Linked DNA regions of Mus musculus: all the other regions are linked to region 1. The links are chromatin contacts, called in public promoter capture Hi-C maps. All regions are on one chromosome and are shown on one strand. The core of a region is the stretch at or near the end of the contact, and the rest is flanking DNA. Distances in the headings are between cores, read along the strand shown. Region 1 holds the start of Dhrs7 (dehydrogenase/reductase (SDR family) member 7). Region 2 overlaps Rtn1 (reticulon 1). Region 3 holds the start of Six6 (sine oculis-related homeobox 6).

Evidence for each region. Promoter capture Hi-C pulls out the DNA fragments that hold promoters and counts their contacts. Capture Hi-C pulls out chosen DNA fragments and counts their contacts.
Region 2: a promoter capture Hi-C map of liver shows a contact between it and region 1, with 3 times the contacts expected there. The contact joins the enhancer-like site here to the promoter of Dhrs7 in region 1. A contact is called at or near these places in 3 of 39 promoter capture datasets (hippocampal neurons, liver and stem cell-derived epiblast-like cells) and 10 of 484 Hi-C or Micro-C datasets (cerebellum, cerebral cortex, cortical neurons and 3 more).
Region 3: a contact with region 1 is called in a promoter capture Hi-C map of adipose tissue. The contact joins the promoter of Six6 here to the promoter of Dhrs7 in region 1. A contact is called at or near these places in 2 of 39 promoter capture datasets (the C10 cell line and embryonic stem cells), 2 of 484 Hi-C or Micro-C datasets (both in embryonic stem cells), 3 of 115 datasets of contacts at active chromatin or transcription factors (embryonic stem cells and stem cell-derived neural progenitor cells) and 4 of 9 other capture datasets (adipose tissue, embryonic stem cells, liver and 1 more).

The regions. Positions count from the first base shown.
Region 1 is chr12:72,662,542-72,667,667 of GRCm38.p6, reverse strand. It overlaps Dhrs7 (dehydrogenase/reductase (SDR family) member 7), which reads left to right and starts at 2,840. Exons shown (of 7, transcript NM_025522.5): 1 at 2,840-3,039. The coding sequence starts at 2,907.
Region 2 is chr12:72,282,748-72,287,873 of GRCm38.p6, reverse strand. The region is part of intron 3 of Rtn1 (reticulon 1); the gene reads left to right. It overlaps Gm52013 (a long non-coding RNA gene), which reads right to left. Exons shown (of 3, transcript XR_003950281.1): 3 at 4,449-5,126. Among named protein-coding and RNA genes, the nearest start is that of Gm52013, 25 kb to the right of the region's middle. Within about 2 kb of position 2,418, at least 38 of the 459 cell types and tissues checked have an H3K27ac peak or open chromatin away from gene starts, as enhancers often do. A contact at or near this core is called in cerebellum, cerebral cortex, cortical neurons and 2 more, where this site is marked.
Region 3 is chr12:72,937,966-72,943,091 of GRCm38.p6, reverse strand. It overlaps Six6 (sine oculis-related homeobox 6), which reads right to left and starts at 3,210. Exons shown (of 2, transcript NM_011384.5): 1 at 2,465-3,210; 2 at 1-1,465. The coding sequence starts at 3,036. The coding sequence ends at 1,297.

The sequences.
Region 1 (5,126 bases), core at 1,591-4,090:
AACACTTTCTTCCCAGGTTCTGTGGTGATATCTGCACTGGAATTGACATGCAATCCTGGTGCTGGCTGTGTTCAGTGTCATTACCACAGACCCCGGAGTCCAAGCCTCCTGTTGTCTATTCTTTCTCACTGCTGAACAGAAGAAATGAGGAAATAATATTATAATTAAAATTATAATATTATAATATATTATATATTATGATATCATAATAGATATGTTATCTAATGATGATTGAAATGGGCTCACTAAATATATAACTGGGCTCAGTGGTAGAGAACTTGCCTAGAATTTTTGAGGCCCTGGGTTTGAACTTAAGCGTGCACGCACACACACACACACGCGCGCACACACACACACACACACACACACACACACACACACGAGGTGGGGAGGGCATAACTGGATTCCAACATGAATTACTGAATAATGCTATTGTTCAAGTGAAAAATAATTTCTGAAGTTGACATTGGTTTGTGTTTTCCTTCTCTAATGCCCAAACTGTCATGTGGTTTTATTGTAGTTTTTTTTTAACTAGTCAAGGTCTTCCAGGGAAACAAAAACACATACATATTTATGAGTGATGGTAAAGAATTGGTTCACATGGCTTTCAAGTGCAGTAGGCCTGACGTCCCTAGCACACAGGCAGCTGGAATTCAGGGGAGAGGCGAGGTAATTGGAACCCAAGGGCAGTCTGGAAGCAAGATCTTCCTAGCCTTCTGCTGTTTTCTCATAACACTTCAACTGATTGAACTCCCCACATTATGGGGGGTAGGTATGTGCTTTATTGAAAGTCTACTGATATAAATGTTAAATAAATCTTAAAATACCTCACAGTAGCATCTAGACTAACATTTTAACAAAATTTGGATGTCATGGTCTGGCCAAGTCATGTTGCTGAACCATCTCCTCGGACCCCAAAGTGAATCTTTTTTTTTTTTTTTTTTTTTAAGGAGTTAGAGATCACTGTTTTAAAAGTGAATTTTTTAATATGATGATTATGAATCATCCTGGTTAGGAGTGCTTCCTCCAAACCAACATGTGCAGTTATTGTGTTCAACTAAGTGTTCCGTTTGTTAACATAAAACATTCTGAGTTTGAGGCAGGTGATCTCTCTGAGTTTGAAGCCAGGGTGGTCTCTATAGTGAGTCCCAGCACAAGCAGTGCTCCGCGGTGAGAGCCTGAAATGAAACAAAACAAGGCAAAAAAAGTCATGTTAGTAAAGCTTTTTTTGTTTGTGTGCATGAATGTTTTGTCTGAAAGTATGTTTGTGCACCATGTGAGTGCCTGATGCCCTCGGAGGTCAGAGATGGGAAATGGATCCCCTGGGACAAGAGTTACCAACAGATGTGAGCTGCCATGTGGGTGTGGAAATTGAACCCAGGTTCTCTGCAAGAGCAACAAGTGCCTCTAACAGCAGAGCCACCTCTCCAGCTCCAGTACGGAAAAACACTCTAAAGCTCTGCCTTGGCACTTCGACACTCAGCACCCACCCGGGTCTAATCCCTAGGGGTGGACAGGAAGAGATCATAGCTTCCTGCCAGTCTCCCAAGCCCAATGTCCCAGTCTCAGATCCCTCATCCCCACAGCTTGGGGTTGTGACCCATCGGAACACTAGATCCACTGCAGTCCTGTCCTTTTACAGAAGGGGAAACATTTGGGATAAGATTCATCATGAGACTCTGTGTGGTATTTTAAGACATCTTATTACAAAAGTAATGTGCTACAAAATAAAAATAAAATTCACATGGCCCAGGTGATACGTCAATTAGAGCAATTCTTGACCAATATTATTCCAAATGGCAGTCCAAAAGTTTAGCTAACTGACATGCACCTTGAACTATACCACAGCAATTTCTGATTAACACTAGTTCAAATATTTCCTGCATAGATCACTCTAAAGATGCAAAATATAGACCTTTGTAAACCTTTTCTCACTGCAATGAAAAAAGTGACAATTCAGCTGGGCGTGGTGGCGCACACCTTTAATCCCAGCACTTGGGAGGCAGAGGCAGGCGGATTTCTGAGTTTGAGGCCAGCCTGGTCTACAAAGTAGAAACAGAGAAACCCTGTCTCGGAAAAAAAAAAGTGACAATTTATAAAAACAATACTAACAAACACAGAAGAAAGAACAGAGCAATTAGTGTGCACAGAGGCCTTTCCATATTCAAATGCTGTCAAATGATAATGGCATCATTTACAAACGGTGGCAGGAGGACACCAACCTGAGTGTTTTTAGCTCCTGGAACTTAGCAACAGTTGCCTTCTAGCCCAGTTAGTTTTATGTTCTGATTACTCTGGGCCATGATAGCCAACTTTTGGCCAAATATGAGTATCATTTGTAATGTTTTTCTAAATATAAGCGGCCAGTCCACGAGGGCAACCCAGTTCAAGTGCTGAGTTACTTCGGTATGCTTATCTCAGTCCACAAGCTTAAAGTGAAAGGAAAACAGATTAGGAAGAGTGAGTGAGGGTTTGGCTCAGCTTTTGGGAGCTTGCCCAGCGCGAAGAAGGACCTGGGCACAATTCCCAGCGTGGAGCGGGGGATGGGGCCTCGGGGTCGGAGCGGGCAGTGATCAAAGTTTTGTTTTGTTTCTCGCCAAGGCACCACCAAAGCCCTGAAAAGTCGTCCTAAAAACAGCTGTTAAAGACTCCTTCATGCCCTCACAAATCTTGTTGACTGCTCTCCCAACAGCAGTTTCCCAAGATTCCATGCCTTCTATTGCAACACCCCGGCAGTCTTGCACGCAGTAGGGACGCGCAGAGACGCCGTGGTGCAGCCCGGGACACAGATGGAGCCCCACCTTCGGGGACTCGCTAGGCGGAGCCCCGGGTTGTGACCCGCCGCGTAGAGGGCGGGCGCCGACTGTCTTCCGCTTGCGGCAGAGTCGGGTAGGCAAGGGACAGCGATGAGCTGGGAGCTGCTGTTGTGGCTGCTGGCGCTGTGCGCGCTGATCCTGCCCCTTGTGCAGCTCTTGCGCTTTTTGCGGGCGGATGCGGACCTGACCTTGTTGTGGGCTGAATGGCAAGGGCGACGCCCAGGTGAGCATCCTCTACAGCCTGGGCTCTAAGGAAGATCAGGGCCGAGGTCCCTCCCAGCTGTTGCCAAGCTGAGCCTTGACCAAGGGCTGAGGGTCCGGGAGGAAGAGGCAGGGGCTAAACAGGCAGTACCCACTCTGTCGCTTGTCTTAATTCGAAAATGGCCCTGATTTGTTACCCAGACTAGGATAGAAAACGTCAAACCCCAAGAGAGCGCTGCAATTCTCTGATGCCTGCAAGACACAGACTTCTTCCGTAGGATCCCCGGACACTCTCAGGGAAGGCACCATGGAGAGCAGAGTGTGTCCCTTGCTTTCTAAGAGGCCGGAACATTCTTTGATCCTGCACTTTTTACTTTCCCGGAAGCACCCAAAGAAAATTTGGCCTGAATCACTTACTCACCTGCTCACTTGGTTAAAATTTTCGCAATAGAAAGCGCTGAGCTGGCTTTTTGCCAGGAGGGAGATCATTCTGTGTACAGTAAGGCACGTTTCGCCCGCTCCACTTCGATCTGCAGCTTGCGTGGTGTTTAATGTTCACTTAATACATGATTCACATGCTCCGATATATCAGTTCACAGATGCTGCTGGGTGTTATGTCACGTTGGCAGTGTGTTCAGCAGGCCACAGACAGCCTCTGACCTTTGGCGTTAACAATTCTGATGACATGGGCACTCTTCGTATTGTTTTTCAGTTAAAGACATTGACAGAGAAACTCAAAGCCTCCCTAGGTAGGCTTTTCTGATCCTTAAAGGACTAAGTGGGATTCCACTGTTCGTGGTGGAAAATACACAAAGCACCCGAACAAAAATGCTTTGAAGTAGCTGGTGGCTCAGAAGGTACTGCATTCAAAGTCAGCAGGGCAGGAGTAGGTGACAGCTGGATCTTGGATTTTATGTCCCTCCCAGATGTTGGCAGGCATCCTTGCTGTCTTTTCTCTGAAGCTGCATTGCCTTGGCTCAAACAGTTGCAGTACTGACAAATGCAACTGCACAGTGTGCTTGTGGATTCAGCGCTGCAAAACAGGAGAGGGCATGGCTGTGACTCGGAGACTGTCAGTGTTGAGGGCAAGAATCCTAAATACCCCATACATCTTTTAACTGTAACTCTCCACTGAGCACCATTGAGACAGATGGATGTATCTGTAAGCTCACGGTCAATAGCAGCCTGTGGATGTTGTTTGTGTTTGGCCTCATTTATTTAAATGGAAGATTGAGTTAAACTCAGTTTATAAATTATGTGACTGTATAAAAGTTATTAACACATTAATTATGTCTGAAATGTAGGTGTGTTTAGTCTTTTTTTTGCGGTGTAATTTTTTTATTACATATATTCTTCATTTACATTTCAAATGCTATCCCCAAAGTCCCCTATACCCTCCCTCCGCCCTGCTCCCCACCCAACTCACCCACTCTCCTGCTTCCTGGCCCTGGCATTCCCCTGCACTGGGGCATATGATCTTCGCAAGACCAAGGGCCTCTCCTCCTATTGCTGGCCAACTAGGCCATCCTCTGCTACCTATGTAGCTAGAGACACAGCTCTGGGGGGGGGGTACTGATTAGTTTATATTGTTGTTCTACCTATAGGGTTGCAGACCCCTTCAGCTCCTTGAGTACTTTCTCTAGCTCCTTCATTAGGGGCCCTGTGTTCCATCCAATAGCTGACTGTGAGCATCCACTTATGTATTTGCCAGGCACTGGCATAGCCTCACAAGAGAGAGCTATATCAGGGTCCTGTCAGCAAAATCTTTCTGGCATATGCTGTAGTGTCTGGGTTTGGTGGTTGTATATGGGATGGATTCCCGTGTGGGGCAATCTCTGGATGGTCCTTCCTTCCGTCTCAGCTCTGAACTTTGTCTCTGTAACTCCTTCCATGGGTATAGAGAAGACAGGACGTAGGGAGGGTGTGGCCTCTGTCTCGCGCTGGAGAGAAGCAGCTTCCACATCGTGTGAGGGATGAGGCAGAGAGTGGTGCAAGGCCTTGGGAGAGATTTCTCAAGCTGGCATTAAACTCTGGGTTTCTTGTCAACTCTCAGAGTCTGATTTTTTTTTTTTAAGTCGTTGTCAGATTCTATGGAAACACTAAGAAAAA
Region 2 (5,126 bases), core at 1,169-3,668, 380 kb after region 1:
GTTTAAGGACCCAGGAGAATGTGAGACTGCAAGGGGGCTGTCCTTGGTGGATGAGCCTTCTGGCCAGGTGTTCCTGAGGCTGGCTTGATGCTCTGCCTATGTAATTCTGCCTTGGTAGCCACGCCCCACACCTGCCAGTCAGCAGCCTGCCCTTTGATAACCTCATCATTCATATTCCCTCAAACAATGAGAGGTATGAATTAGCCACTTTGTCAGGATCTGGTGAAGCCCACCTGGCACAGCTGCCTTCTTGGGCTTAACCTTTAGCCTGAGCCCTAATCTCTGTTTTTATCAGCTGTAGCCAGACAGCTAAAAGGCAGTAGAAACTTTAGAGACAGGACTTTAATGACTTGTTTGAATCCAGTGTGACATATACCAGGTTGCTGCCCTCCGCACATCACCCTCAGATCAGGCAGCTTCCCACATAAAGGTTTGTCTGCATTGTTTTTCAGGACTGCTACCTTCTGGTAAACGGGTATTTCCGAGACATTTGAATAACAGTGAGGCAGGATTTAATGTTTTCACAATAACAAATATGGGGTGACTCCTTTAGACTAGATAAGCAACGGTTTGAGAGTTTGTCACATAAAATGTTACTCCATTCATAAAAAAATGTCTGCATAAAAACCCCTTTCAGTTATCTTAAATGGAAAACAAGCTTGCCTATGCACTCTTTGGATGGTGCAATGTAGCAAATAGGAAATAGGCTTCACATAGAACTTCTTGTCTCAGCGGTGGGAAGGAGGCGTGCTACTGGAAGGACTTGACTGTTTGCTGTTTCTTCTTTACCCACGTCACACCTTTTTAAAGCCCATGGGCAGGATTTGAGACGCATTGACAAGGAACTTCTGCCCATTAACAATATATATTTTGGTAGCAGGTAAAGACTGACTCTTCAAATACCTGACTCTAACTAATGATTTGGAATGAGTCTCCATAATCTATACATTGAGATATTTAAAAATGATCTCTAAGCAAAATTTCAACTCACAGATTAGAATAACAGGATGAGTTTTCATTTATAACTTGGCAGAATTTAGCACTAGGATCCTGTCATGTTGGTTGTATTGGTTTTGGGGGAAGTATTTTAAAAATAAAGTTGCTATCATGGAAATGTTTCAATGTGCATATCCAAAACCAGAAACATTTTTCTTGCATAACCTCAGAACTATTGATACTTTAAATAAATATGTCATATTTCTCTAATACTCTTCCAATTCCCCCCTTTCAGTTGATCTATTTTAATTAGCATGTGAGCAAAGGTGTCTTAAATGATGACAGAAATCAGGGCAACGCTCTGTGTGCTAGTTGGTTATTAGGTAGGGCTCCTTTGTCTATGACAAACATTTTTTACCAGGAAAGTTTTTACACATAGAGAATCATTATGAGATTCTTCACTGTTCACATGGTTGTATGACTCTCTTATTAGCTCTGCTCTTGACTTTTTGGTGACCAAGATTTCATAGTCTTTATACTTCTGATTTAATGAGAAAATCAGAGACTATTCCGTGACTCCTCTTCTCTGGGAGGAAGCCTTGAAGAACCCAGGCAAAGTGGATGGCCAATATGCTGTGACATTGCGCTGCTTATAAATCTCGAGAGTATCTTCTCCTCTGACTGGATAGCCACTGCACTTTGTAAGTGTTATTGAGTCTGACTTTCAGCTGACAAGACTTTCTGGGGCATCCCCCAGAGAGCCGGATGCTGCAGGGTTACCAGCAGAGTCACCACCGTGGGTTAGTGAGAAACTAACAAACACCCGATCTAAAACTGGAGCGTTTGGAACAGTGTGTTTACACCTTACGCAATGCCGGTTGTATTTCAACATTTTCCAAAAATATCACACAAAGGTATTTAGAAAGAAGAAAAACAAATCTGGTTTGTAAAGTGTTTGTCTGAGGACTGCCACTGTTGCCATGGGATTCACAGAAGCAGATTTTCACGGCTTCATCAGACCGAGCCTGTTTTTTGAACAGGTTCCGGGGAGAGTGGGCTCCTGCTGCCCTGTTCTGGGTGTTTTCGTTAGACTTAACTCAGCCTTAGGAATATCAACATTTCCTTTGTACAAAAAGTACATTGGGTGATAATGCCTAGGTTTGCTTTTAGCAGACAGCTTTAGCGATACCAGATTTATTTTCCTATCTGCTGCTTGTTTCTAAATAGACATCATGTAACCAGCTTCACACGGCTCGTCTTGGAGCATAGGCAAATGTTAGCTTAATATTTGAGTGCCATCTGCTGTAAGTTCCATGGCATTCAAGCCCATCTGGCTTCCGTGCGGCAAGTCCCCTTTCTTTTTAACATCTCAGTAGAACGCAGCCCAAGCCTCGCACACTGATGGGGCCGACTCTTCCACTGATCACCGCATGGGGCTGCTGTCCAAGGATCATGTTCTCTTGGCTCTCCATGCACCTTTCCCGGAGACTTGTGCTTCAGCTTCGGGAAGCACGTGCAAGCGTGTGATGTAACTAAGCAGTCAGTGTGTTCCTAAGTCCCTTTGCTTTATCTGAAATAGCAGTCTGACTCTCAGTGGGTGAACATTTGCCACCTCAGTAAAGTTACTGAATAAACGATTATTAAGAACAGAGTATATGCTGGGCTTTTTAGAAGACATTGGAATGGAGGGAGTGGAGAACAGGAAGACTGTCTGCTGCCCTGACATCCCATCCATGAAGGAGATTAATGTATCCACACAAATGAACCCAGATAACTCAGAGCAAGGTGGTGATAGGCAGTGTGAAGTTAAGTCCAGTCCAGAGGTATAGGCAGTCTGGTTCATTTCTCTTGACCTACTTTTACTAGCTTTGAAGTCAAGTTGATCTGAACACTGAACATCATGAGAAGACTAATATTTCTATCAGTAGTTGTGGTAGGAGGTTCTAGAGTCAAGCAATCAGAATTGTAAGCAGGTCATGTAGGCTCATCTTTATTTACGTTATTAGACGTGTCTATACCCACACTCTCATGGATTCCTGAATCAAGTACATAGGAATTCCTGGGTAGGAGCTGAGGAGCCTAAGGTGACTAAGACCCAGTCCTTGAAACCAGACATTGGTAGAGACATGCAGCTAAAAATGATGTCACAAAACATTCCAGGCACACTGAAGGCCACACTTACCCCGGCCTCTCTGTGTTGCTGACTTACACTGCAACAGCTGAGCCGTATCTGTATTCATATCTTTCTGTACTTATTTATCCACAGCTTCCAAAATCTGGGGGCCGGGGGATTATTAGTGGAATATTGATCCCGTTCTTCTTCCCGTTCCCCTTTACTTCAAAGGAAGAGATTAGGTTGTCCAAAAGTAATAACAGTATTTGTTTGGTTTACTGGGGGTGGGGTGGCAAATACAGAAATAATTGTTGCTTCAATTGCCCGAGTACCAGTTTCAGATGCTGAAATGATGACACACTACTGCGGGGGGTGGGGTGCAAATGTGTTTTCTACCTGGCTTCTCCCTGTTATGTGGTACATTTGGAGTTACTGCATAGCTTGAGAAACTCAACAGACCTTTGTATAACTGAAATTAAACATTTAACCTCCATAGAGGCCATCAGGGATCAGGTACAAAGTGGGGCAGAGAGGAGGGATGGAGGAAGCTGCACATTCGTATTGGATTGTTCATACTCCCCAGCCTGAAGCCAGGAGCCTGCAGTAACCTGTGTGAAAGCAAAAGTAAAATTGAGTTTGGGGACTAGGGAAAAGCATTGCATGTCCTCTTATTGTATGCTCTTAGGAGTGTTTTTTTAACACAGTAACTCCAGATACCAAGGAGATTTAGGCCACTCCTATTCTTTTGACTACAGAGAGTGTTTTCTTTCAGTCTTATATTACTCAATAGAACCAGAAAACTATTTGTTTGGCCAATAAAAGCTGCACAAACTTCATCTCACTGAACATTCATAATAAGGGCCTGGTTTTCTGATTAGCCATTTCTTTCTACCCCCAGCCCAGTGTGCATGGTTGGCATCAAATACTGTGCTTTTTTGGAGGCACAACTTTCCAGAGAGGCAGACTCTCCTACCGACCATGGTGTTGCTGGTCCCCAACTACAAGGCCAGCATGATGTCTCTCTGGCTGCCCCACTGGCGTGCCCTTGAGTCCTCTTGCCTCTCTGTGGCTGGCAGTTAGATTGTACCGCCAACATCCATCACATCTCTACTGTCTGCACAGGCAACACTGAATTAAAACTAAGAAGCCAGCTTTCCGTCCACTGCATAACCAGTCTGTGAGGTGGGGATGTGTGCTGGTGTTCAGGATCTAGTAACTCAGGGCTTCTAAAGCCTCAAGAGCACAGGCCTTTTGGTGTTGGCAAGTTTCAAACTCTGAGCATTTCTGTTTCCCCTTCCCCTGGTGATGGACCCTGTATACTCATTCATTTCATCCTCCCAAAGACAGAAAGAGCAATCTGCCCACATCAAAATCATTAAACATCGCATGGCATTTGCAGTTTTTTTTTTCAATCTTTCAGTAGATCTTTGAATCTGACAGAGGTCTGGCTGTTCTTGGGGGCAGTGATTCTAAAGTGAAGATTCATGTTCAGAGGTTCTTATCATAGCGTAGTCCCTTTCTCATGGTGTGCCTTTAGGCACCAAAACGCCATCCTGAGTTGACATACTTCAGTTAGCAAGAACAGTTAGCCAGAAGCATAGCCACAGAAGCTGAAGAGCAGGGTCAGTCCACCTAGAGACTTCCCCGGACCTACGGGCTCTGATGGAGTAGGTCTGCACGCTTGTTTTTGGCAGGTGGTACTGTCTACACGTTGAGTTTTATGGTCTGAATGGTACGCCCATCATGACGTCAGTTGTGCTAAGGTCTGGGGCTCTATTACACTTTTGTAAAATTCAGTCGTGCTCTTGTCCCAGCAGACGTGTTGACGTGAATCCTCCGGCTGCTGACAATTACTTCTGGATCTCCACGGTCCATGTGAAAACACACCTTTTCAAAGAGGGAGGTTTTGTTTTTGTCCTGAGAACAATCTTGGAGAGCATTGAACCCACTCAGGTCGCTCTGCAGATGGGTTGAGCAAGGAACAGGCAGCTATGACTGAATCTCGAACCAACCGGGACCAGCAGACTACAGCTGGTGACTGTTTTATATCAGATCTATTCAGACACAATCCACAAGC
Region 3 (5,126 bases), core at 1,961-4,460, 280 kb before region 1:
CTAGTCCCAAGGCAACGAACTTCCTGATGAATTGTTTGCATGTTAAATGTAGAGCACTGATTTAGAAAATGCCTGTCATTTCTCTGTAGCATGCTTTCTGGTCAATATAAAGCCTGCATACTGTCTCCTATCTTAGTATTTCTCCTGGTGAAAATAATTTAGTTGACTAAAACCCATTTCTGAAGCAGGAAGATGCTAGCCTGGTTAGTATCAACCTCTCCTATCTTTTTAAATGGTCTTAATAAGACCTACAGCACTTAGTAAGTATTCTACCTGTGCTACATGCTTACCTTGAATGACCATAAGTTTCTGAGTGGGAGAGTACCTCAAACAAAATGGAAACACTTTTTAATCATAAAGCCCTCGTGTCTTGGCATTTTTGTAAAATACGATTCATTACCTGAGTCTAAAATTTGTCTTCTAAAATTGTTCTTGAAAATCACTAACACTTCATAAAAATGATTAGGTGGACAAACCATGATCACCTGTGTGGCGAATGTAGAGCGCTGCCATAGATGGCATGTTCATGTTCCAAATTCTGGGTTTAATATGGCAATGTGCATATGTTTATGTATACACATGCATACATTTTCATACAATCCGATGTGGCGGTTAGTTAGCGGTTTATCTGTGGCTGCTTAAAATATAAATATACTGAGATGTCAGAGGATATAGAGAAGTTGGAGAGACAATTTGAATAAGACTCCATGCTGCGTGCCCAGCAAAGGAAATAAGAGTGATTTTTAAAATCTGAGATAGCAGCTCTCTTAATTAAGAAAGGTTATCCACCAAGTTGTTTTATTATTTGGCTTCTTCACACAGAACGCGTGAGCTTGCTCATTCAAAACAGCAAGTTCCCCAAGCTACAGAGAAACCTATCATGGAAGTCTTTTAAATAAGTAAATAAACAGCATATATATGTTTTGTTTTGTTTTTTAAAAAAGAAACCTTCAAAGCAAAAGTTATACATATATATAACAGCGTCCTTTCGAAGTGAAATACCCGCAGGAGACTCAAGGGCAGGCTCTCAGAGTGCAGTTCTGTTCCAAAGGAGTCTTTGCAGCCAGATCCTTCAGGAAAAGCAATGCGAAGAGAAGTAGCATTGGGTCAGGCCTCACCGCATGCCCCAGAGTCGCGATGGATTCTCGCTTCTAGAGCCTTTAGGCCCGCGGGTCCCTGGCCACGGGGCTTCTGCCAGCGCCGTATTTGCTGGTCTTGTCCTCTCTCTTTCTCTCTCTTTTTTTATTTTGTGTATCTCATTTTTACACTGGATTCTAAGTGTGATGAGTGGGCAGCTCAGATGTCGCACTCACTGTCGCTGGATGTGATGGAGATGGCCGAAGTGGCCGCCTTGCTCGACAGACTGGCAGCCGGGCTGGAGGCGACGCCCAACACCTCAGGCGTTCCCTCACCCTCCGAGCGTAGCACCCGCCCGGGGCCCTGCGACAGAACCTGCTGCTGGAGTCTGGAGGGTTGGGGAGAAAGGGACACTGGTCACAGCAAGAAATCAAGCCGCCACATTGTACCCCTTTTCTCCGACCCGTCTACCTCCAGCTCCTTGTTAAGACTCTTATTCAGACCTTGACAAGCTGGGGAAGGTGAAGTGACCGGGTTTGGACCGATGCACCACAGCTCTTTCGCGGAATCCTGCCGTTGCCCCTCTCTGTCTGTCTGTATGTCTGTCTCCTTGTTTCTCAGCTCACTATGAATTCCGCCTTAGCCTCCCCAGATCTTTCTCATTTGTCACCCAAATGTTGGGAGATTTACTGGAGGATTGTCAGAAATCCTCCAGCGCAAAGCGGGACAGATAAGGCTTCAGGATACGAGATTCCTTTTCTAATACTACATCTCCCTATGGGTCATGCCTGAGGCTAGAGGATGCTTGAAGAGTTTGGGCCTGAGTTGCAAGCTCCAAAAGCTGGCGAATGAAAAGCATAGGCCGACTAGCTTGCTGGGTGGAGACAGGATAGTTGTCATGAGGAAACACGTCTTTCTGCCTCTTAGAATCTGAGACTCTCTGAAAACTGAAACCTTTTTCAGAGCATCAGGGAAGGATGCAGCCGGGATTTAAAAATAGAGCTAACTAAATAGGCTTCACTTGATGAGAGCCTGGGTCCATGCTAGTAAAAATTAGCTTTGGGCCTCTGGATTTCTGATTGATCCTGGGCTTTTAATCTTTCTCCCTCCCTCCGCCCCCGTTTCCCTAACTACAGCGACATTTTAGTTTGGTGACCCACATCAGCTGCTGCAGTGACCCCCAAAACCCCAAGAACCAGGGGGGGGGGACGGTGGGGAACCAGGAGCCTGCATAGGAATCTAGAACACAGTGGGCTCATAAACCCAAGACAGACTGCATTCCCAGCTCCCTTTGAATTTGGGTCCCTGGACACCAGGTAAGGGCCAAGAATGCCTCCTCCCGCCCCATCCCGGTGTGCACCAAGCCTAGAGGCCTGCTGGTACTGACCTGTTTTTGGCTGCAGCTGCCCGGTCTCTTTGTCTGCGGTTTTTGAACCAGTTGCCCACCTGTGTGGGGGTCAGTCCGGTTGCCTGGGCGAGCTCTCGCTTTTTGCTGGGGTTGGGATATGGGTCCTGAAGGTACCACTCTCGAAGCAGGTGCCGCGTGCGCTCCTTGAAGCAGTGAGTCTTCTGTTCGCCATCCCAAATGGTCCGCGGCAGCGGGAACTTCTTCCTTACTCGGTACTTGTCTACTGGCCCTAGGGGCCGTCCACGCAGCTTCTCTGCCTCCTGGTAATGCGCTTCGAGCCACAGCGCCTGCAGCTTGGCGTGCGATTCCTTAGTAAACTTATGATTTTCCAGGATATGATAAAGCTCGCGGTAGTTGCCACCGTGGAAAGCCACGATGGCTCTCGCTCGCAGCACCGACTCATTCTTGTTAAGGGCTTCACAAGCTGCTGGGGCCACGGGCAGCGACCATAGGAAGCGACCTAGGCGCTCCACGTCGCCGCTTTCCTCCAGGGTCTCACATACCCCGGCTACTTGCTGGGGGCTGAAATTCAAAATGGGCAGCTGGAACATCGAGGCTGCGCGGGCGCCCCGGGTGGGACACGCAGCAGATGCCCGCGGGCCGAGCGGGGTGCGGCTGGGGGTTACAGAGTCGGGGGGAGCCTTCCCGCCTGGAAGAGCTGTGGGTTGGGTTCGGCTGCGCTTGCTCAGCTAGGAAAAGCCAGCCAGCTAGACCGTGCCGCTACTGGGGTGGGCGGATTGGAGACGCGGGCGCCATGGAGACCCCCTGTCAGTCACTAGGCTGCTCTGCCAATCAAGGCTGCGACTAGAGCGCCCCGGTCGTTTCAGCACCTCCCCAGAATCGACAGCGCCCACGGTTTGCCGGGGAGACTGCTGAACCTGAAGAATGAAAAAAGAGGTAGGAGTGGCTGGAACGCACACGAAATCCGCAGCGTCTCACCCTCCGGGCTCCCCCTGTCCAGCCCCTCCCTCTTGTTTTCCCACCAGAGAGGTAGGATGCTGCAGGAATTCACTTTGGGAGCGATGCTATGCCGGGGTCGAAAGGACTCCAGAGGACAAAAGAGGACTGGGAGAAACAAACCCTTTGAGAAAGTTTAAACATAGGGAAGCGACAACCCCCCACCCCCGGGAAGAGCATGCACCAAAGGGACAGGGAGGGGAAGTGGATCCTCTCATTTTTTTTTTCCCCAGGCACCCATTCCTGCCTGTCTGCCGCTTACCATTTCCAGCTGCATAGGAAGCAAGCCGGGAACAGAAGGAACAGAACCACAGATCTGTAGTAGAGGTCAGTTTGGACTCTAACTTTGCTCCCTTCAAAGGTCCCTGGAACTGTTTTATATGGCGGCAAGGACACACAGACACACACAGACACACACAGACACACACACACACACACACACCATTTGACAACTAGGTGCTAATCACGGAGTCTAACTCCAAGAAATGCAAGCTGTAGGGGCTTCTGACTAAATAAAGTTATCCTTCATAGACCCCCTCTCTCCAGTTCAGTGGACTTGAACAAATGGGCAGCAGCCACATCTAGAGTGAGAAGCCATTCTTAGGTCAAGACAGCAACTTAAAAGCCTACTTCAAAGATCCTTTAAAAACAGATTTGATTCTCTCATGGCAGGCTGATTTTGCCTCTGTCTAGAACTTACAACTCCTGGGGCGGACATAGAAACCGTGTGGTTTTTTTTTTTTTTTTTTTTTTTTTTTTTTTTTTTTTTTTTTTTTTTTTAGATCAGAAGTGCCAGCAAGATAAAGTGCAGGCTGCATCCCACAATGCCGTGCAGTTAAGGTGGCAAGGTAGATTGGTCAGAGCCACGGGTCACTGACCCCTCCTGCAGAGAGCATGGGCCTTTTTTGGCACTCTGCCTTCTGGCCAATAGATTGAATTGGCAACATTTATTGATTCCCAATTGACATCCACATCATACCGCTTTCTGGGGCTTCCGTCGAGGAAACCACGATCTCATGTAGCCATGGACGGGGCTTATTAGTTGGTAGAAAGGAAACACTGGGTATAGGTGCCCCCCCCCGCCCCCCCCCCAAAAAAAATCAGACGACAAGGTTCATCCCTGAATTGGACTGGGGCTAGCTGTCTTTTCTTTAGTATCAAGTACACGTTGTATGCGGCTTGTACAGATTGAGTAAATCAGAAGGCAGATAGATAGCACAGATGGTTGGATGTGTCGGGTCAGATCACACCACGCCTGAGTGCAGGGTAAAGCTCGTTCTGACGGAAAACCCTGATATTATTTTCACAGATCTTCACAGTTCGCGGGGGGGGGGGGGGTAGCAGAGGGAAAGGGGTGGGGGGTGGGGGGGAAACCCTGCAACCATTCCTATCATTTCTGTGAGATTGCCAGACGCCTCATCCGAGTTGCTTTTTTCTGAAGCGTTCATTTTTCTTGAAGTGCTACAGGATAGGGGCAAAATAAGGATGATAAGGTAGTGAGAAAACACAAACCTTCTCTGCCTGGGCGCAACTTCTAAATTAGCCCCAGGGACACATTTTAGTGAGAAACGTGGCTTACAGTAGTCCTAGCCCTCTTGAGGGAGAGGGAGAATCTCTGGCAGAAAAAGGCCCGGGGCTTTGAGGGCAAAGCGGGGATCAAGCAGGACCTCGGGGAAACAAACAG